2 separate regions of the Manis pentadactyla genome follow, and region 2 is linked to region 1. A link is a contact called in public Hi-C data. All regions are on one chromosome and are shown on one strand. The core of a region is the stretch at or near the end of the contact, and the rest is flanking DNA. Distances in the headings are between cores, read along the strand shown. Region 1 holds the start of KNOP1 (lysine rich nucleolar protein 1). Region 2 holds the start of GPRC5B (G protein-coupled receptor class C group 5 member B).

The links. Hi-C and Micro-C count contacts between places; a contact is called where the count stands out from the background.
Region 2: a Hi-C map of fibroblasts shows a contact between it and region 1, with 4 times the contacts expected there. The contact joins the promoter of GPRC5B here to the promoter of KNOP1 in region 1. A contact is called at or near these places in 2 of 3 Hi-C or Micro-C datasets (fibroblasts and skin fibroblasts).

What each region holds. Positions count from the first base shown.
Region 1 is chr10:75,301,699-75,304,398 of mManPen7.hap1, reverse strand. KNOP1 (lysine rich nucleolar protein 1) reads left to right here and starts at 1,408. Exons shown (of 5, transcript XM_036917049.2): 1 at 1,408-1,525. It overlaps IQCK (IQ motif containing K), which reads right to left and starts at 1,811. Exons shown (of 9, transcript XM_057486992.1): 1 at 1,637-1,811. The coding sequence starts at 1,811.
Region 2 is chr10:75,442,726-75,445,425 of mManPen7.hap1, reverse strand. GPRC5B (G protein-coupled receptor class C group 5 member B) reads left to right here and starts at 1,382. Exons shown (of 4, transcript XM_057486991.1): 1 at 1,382-1,490. The coding sequence starts at 1,454.

The DNA of each region.
Region 1 (2,700 bases), core at 159-2,658:
TTTGTAGGTGACATCAACACCCTTGCTTTTCAGAGAGCACCAGAACCCTCTGTCTTTGCTTTCTCCCTACAGGCCTGTTTGACAAAAATAAATTTCAGGATTTTAAAACACAATGCAAAGCATGTTTCTTTGTTAACAATAATGAACATTTATCGAGCACTTTCTACATGCCAGGCCCTGTGCTAAGCACTGTCACGTGTATTCTTACTCCATCCTCACAACAGCTTTGTGAGGTGGGTACAAGGATTACCTCCCTCTTACAGATGAAGTTGAGCAGCTTCCCGAAAAACACACCAGCAGTAAATTGTATTATGAAAAGGTGTTTGACTTGAAGAAGTCAAAGTTGTCTTTTGCTTTCCTGCGGATAAAGCCACAATAACCACCTTCAAATATGTGAGTGGATTCTTTAGGGTACAGTGATTAGCAGCTTGGGTCATAGCACCAAGGATGTGAGGAGCAACGGGTAGAAGTTACAAGAACATGTAAGATGAAACAGACCTTTCTGGTCATAATGTGACGCTGGAGAAGTAATTGAAGCACTGGATGGGAGGTGAAATAACAGCCTTTGAGGGGATATATCAACTCTGAGGCCATTATTCTCTTCCTCCTCTGTATTTCCCACATCTTTCAACAAATCACTCTTTCTTCTTCTACCTAGTTCCATGTATTGGTACGTTCATTCTTTTATCCATTCAAGAAACATCTGCTGACCTATCATGTCCCATACAATAGCCACTAAGTACATGTAGCTACCTGAAGTTGTTAAAACTTAAGTAAAATTAAAAACTCAGTCCCAAAGCTGCACTAACCACATTTCAAGTGCTCAATAACCATATATGGCTAGGGGCTGCCAAATTTTCTTTATTAAGATATAATTGACATATAATAGTTTCAGCATACAGTATAACTGAATGTGATTACCATACTTGAAAGTTCTATTGGTAGCCACAAAAATGAAAACTCTTAATTCTTAACTTCGAGGAGCTTACAGTGGCCTAGAGGAGGAACAGAACCACCCTACAGTAGATCGGATAGTTTGCTAAGCATTTTCTGTGACTATCTGCCTCCTCCTAACACCGTAAAATAGATGTCATTATTATGCTTACTTTACAGAGTTACAAGTTAAATAACTTGTCCAACGTGTGTGAAAAGTATTGTAAGGCCTGGGGACACAAAAGGTGAGCTAAACTCCGTTTGGGATTTTAAGGAAGATTAGAAGTGGAGAGGGATTTAAACCCAGTCTACATAGACCATGCTTGCCCAACGTGCGGATCATGAACTATCTACGTTAGAATTACCCGGGTGCTCGTTAAACAAGTGCAAGATTCCCGGCACCTAGTTAGCCGCTCTGAGGGCGGGGCGTAGGAACCCACATTTTAAATAGGCTCCCATCTCTATCCCAGCGGTTCTTTCCTGTTCGCTGAGGTTTGAGCACCACTGGTGCAACACCACCTGGTCACCTTTATTTCGCTTTCCTTGCCTTTGCCTGACTACGGGGCAAGCCTCTCGGGGCCTCAGCTCCCCGGTGCGTAGCATGGGAGACCGGAGGCCCTGGCGCGTTAGCCGCCTGACGCACAGTAGGTCCCCGTCCGCGGGGCCCCAAGGCCCGGCTCTCCTCGCCCGCCGGGCGGCCTACCCTGGCAGATCTGCTCCCACAGGTTCTTTCCCCGCACCGCGCCCTGCCCCGAGGAGACAGGCAGCTCGGGGGACACGGTGGGCAATGGCGTCGGGGTGACGACCGAGGATTCCGCTGAGCCGGCGGGCTCCTCGCGCGCGGCTATGCGGCTGCTCACCGCCCCCGGGGCCGCCATGGCCGCAGTTTCCACGGTAACCGCGCTCCCCACACGCCCCCTGCGACCTGGAAGGAGCCGGAAGTCACGGGGTCGAGCCAGCGATTTGCTATTAATTTCCGGGTCACTGTGGAACGAACTTTCACGTGGAGGTGGGGAAGTTTGGTCTGCGGGTGAGTGTGGGGGACGCGACGCAGTGGGGACGGTGCGGGGTCTGGAGAGTGGGCCTGGGGATGAGCGCGACGAACAGGGAAAAGCGGGCGGCCTGCGTTCTCCTATCCACGCCTCTCGATCGCCGGTGTGCTCTTGCCCCGGCTGAGGCCGCCGCCTCCAGGAAGTTCTTCCGCCTTGGAGCGGGGCCCGGAACTGTGCGTAATACCTGTGTGTGTTTGTGCGGAAGCTGTGGCTCGGCGGAGGCTCTCAGGGACAGTTCTCGTCTCCAGGCTCCCTTGCGGGGAAACTGGGGTGTTAGTGCCATTCTGTAGAGCGTAGTCCTTTGGGCTGGGATCAAATCTCAGTTTTGCCACTTGCACACGTTAGTACTAATTGTAAGTGAACTAAAGTCTGCAAGCATCAATCAGTAACTGTTTGAGATGGGGTATTCACGGACTACCGCCAGAATTTAACAGCTTTTGGAGAAAGCGTTTGCATTTGCAGGAGACGCGCTGTAAGGGCCTTCTTTCCATATCGGGAGAGTGAATGTATTTGGAGTTGCATGTGAATAATCCCCATTTGGCTTCTTTGTTTTTCTCAGTTCTTTTGACCGCTGCCCCATCGAAGCACTCCTGGCTTTCTTGACTCCACCCTCTCCAGGTTCGCACCTTATCCCTCGCCTTTGCAAGCTGAGGTTCGTTCTGTTCAAGCCTTAATTACGATCCATCTATTTCTACATTTTTGTCATCCATGTCAG
Region 2 (2,700 bases), core at 133-2,632, 140 kb before region 1:
ATTCCAGGAAGCCTCTGGCTAAACTGCCTTACCCTCTCTACCTTCATTTTCCCAGTGAGACAATGGGGATCATGATTGTCTTTTTCATAAGCAGAAACCTTGTACTCTCCGCATGCTGGGCACCATGCTTAGTACTTTTGGTGTACTTTTCACACCAGCCTTGTGAAGGCAACACTATCTCATTATCTTCATTTTACAGACAATGAGATTGAGGGTCGGACATTAAGTAATGTCCACTGTCACATAGTTCTGTATGACTTCCTGCCACCGATGGCTTCCACGCTAGAGGAAACTGATGGGAGTGTAAATTCATCTGGGTACCGAACTACTAAATATGCCCTGGACTTGGAAAGTCTTTCCCTTTTCCCACCTGTTCATTTTTTCTTTCCCTTCTACTCTTGCACCACTGCCCCATCTTTAGAGAAAGTGGGTTTAAGATGCTTCCAATTTTCTGGGCGCTGGGAGGGGATGTTGGGGTGGAGGACCAGTGGCCTAAGGCGAGGCAGCTGAGCATGGCATGTTCCAGAGAGATTTTGTACATCCTGTATCTCCTTTCACATGGGTGGGTGGGAAGGTGGGGATGCTGGTTCCCAAGAGAATAGGTGTCTGGTCTAAGAGACATCGGTGTTGAGGCACCCAGCCTGGCCTCGGGTCCTCTAGCTCCCACCTTCACAGTGAGGCTCCCACTCAGAGTACCTACTGTGGGAAAAAGAATTTAGGGGTTCCCAGGGCAGACCACCCCCCAAAGCAATTCTTCGCATCCACTCAGGGACATCTTTGCTTGGTGTGTAATGGGGGAGACTGGAAACCAGTGGTGGACAAATACCTGGGGGAGCCCCCTTCCAACCCCATCTCCATGGCAACCACCCCTCATGGAAAAGCAGTCAGAAAAGTTCATAACCCTGGGCAAGGGAGCATTTACCAAGGTTTTCTGTATTTAACAGACACTTTATGTAAGTGCTTCCCCTATGTTAACTACTGTCCTAAAACTTTCTCACCCTGCCCCACATGATGGGTACTGTTATCACCTGTATTTTGCAGATGAGGAAACTGAGGCAAGAAAGGTTAGATCAGCTGCCCAGGGTCACAGGGCGCCAGCAAGTGGCAGGGGCAGGATTTGAAACCGGAAGGTCTCACTCAGAAGTTCATGCAGCTGGGTGAGGAGCAGGGCCGGGAGAACCAGCGGTGTGTGTGGCCTTCAGGCAGGCGCTGCTGTGCTTCTCACACAAGGAGTCTTGCCTGCATCCTTTCCAGCCTCTGCAGGCCCCAGCTCGTGGAGAAATGGAGCGTGCTGCTGCACCACCTGCCGGAGGCTTCTGGCTCCTCTGTGGGGTGGGGGGGGGGGGGGAGAGAGAGAGAGAGAGAGAGAGAGAGAGAGAGAGAGAGAGAGAGAGAGAGAGAGAGAGAGAGAGAGAGAGATGGAATGTGTATGTGTACACTTAAGAGCCTCTGAATGAGTCACATTTCTGGGAGCCCGGCTGGCAGCAAAGGTAATTAGTATGTGAGCCGGGTCTCGCACATTCGTTCACATTCATTTGTTATTCCTTTTGAGGAGCCGCATGCCTTCATCCCATGGGTTTGCTGCCATATATTCATCCCATCCCAATCAGCCTCAGCTTGTGGCTGACTCAGAACCTCTAATCTGGTTTTGCTCAGGTTGGGATTCCCAGAGAAATGCTCCACTGTTGGTGCTGAAGGCAGCGGGTGGCTAATGCTGCCGGGTGGGGCTCACCTGACGGGGGTGCAGGGGTGCTCCAGTGGGCACCCTCACTTGGCCATGGGTAGGGGCGGGGAGGCAGAAGGTGCCGGGGCCGTGGGTCCTGGCTCCCCTGCTGTGTATGTCCACCTTCAAACCTTGGTGTGCACAGGCGTCAGCGCCCACGTGGGGCTTGTTGCAGTGCTTGTAGCAACACGGGTGGCTGAGCCCACCCACTGGGAGGCTGCGGGTCTAACAAGCTCCCAGGCCATACTGCTGCTGGTGTCAGTCCAAGTATCAAACTTGGACTCAGCCCTCTCAGGCCCTCAGTTTTCTCCTCTATAAGATGGCAATGAGACCAATGAGACCCTCTGCCCTGCCCAGGTGATGTGAGGTTGGGCACCACATTTATTAAGTCATTCATTCAGCAGGTGGGCAGTGAGCCCTGCCCATGTGCCGGGCACTGGGGAATTAGTGCAGAACAAGACAGACGAGGGCCTGAGCGTGGGGTCCAGGTGGGGGTGGACAGACCAAAAGGGTAATAAAATATTTGAAAATTATAGTACATTCTACAATAACAAAGAACAAAAGTACTGCAATAAAGCATAATGGGGGCAGGGAGAGCCTAATTTAGATAGACTGGCCAGCATGCACTCATTGGGTGACATTTCCAGAGCTCTGGTCCGTAGTAAAAGCCCAGTAACAATAGTATAATTGTTTGTCTCTTGGCTCCCCGGCTCTTTAGCTGTGTGACCTTGGACAAGCCAGCTGACCTCCCTGTTTTATTTCTTGTAAAATGGAGATAGTAATAGTGCTTGCCTTGTGCAGATTATAAAGCATAAATATACGTGACTTGCAGAGAAGGGTGTCTGGAGCATAGTAAGCCCTGTGAGTTAAGTTATTGTCATCACTATGGCAGGAACAGAAAATTCTCCAGGGCAATTCTGCACCCCCAGGAATCCTAGGAGAGCCAGACTCAGCTTCAGTCTGTGAGGTGGTGTGTG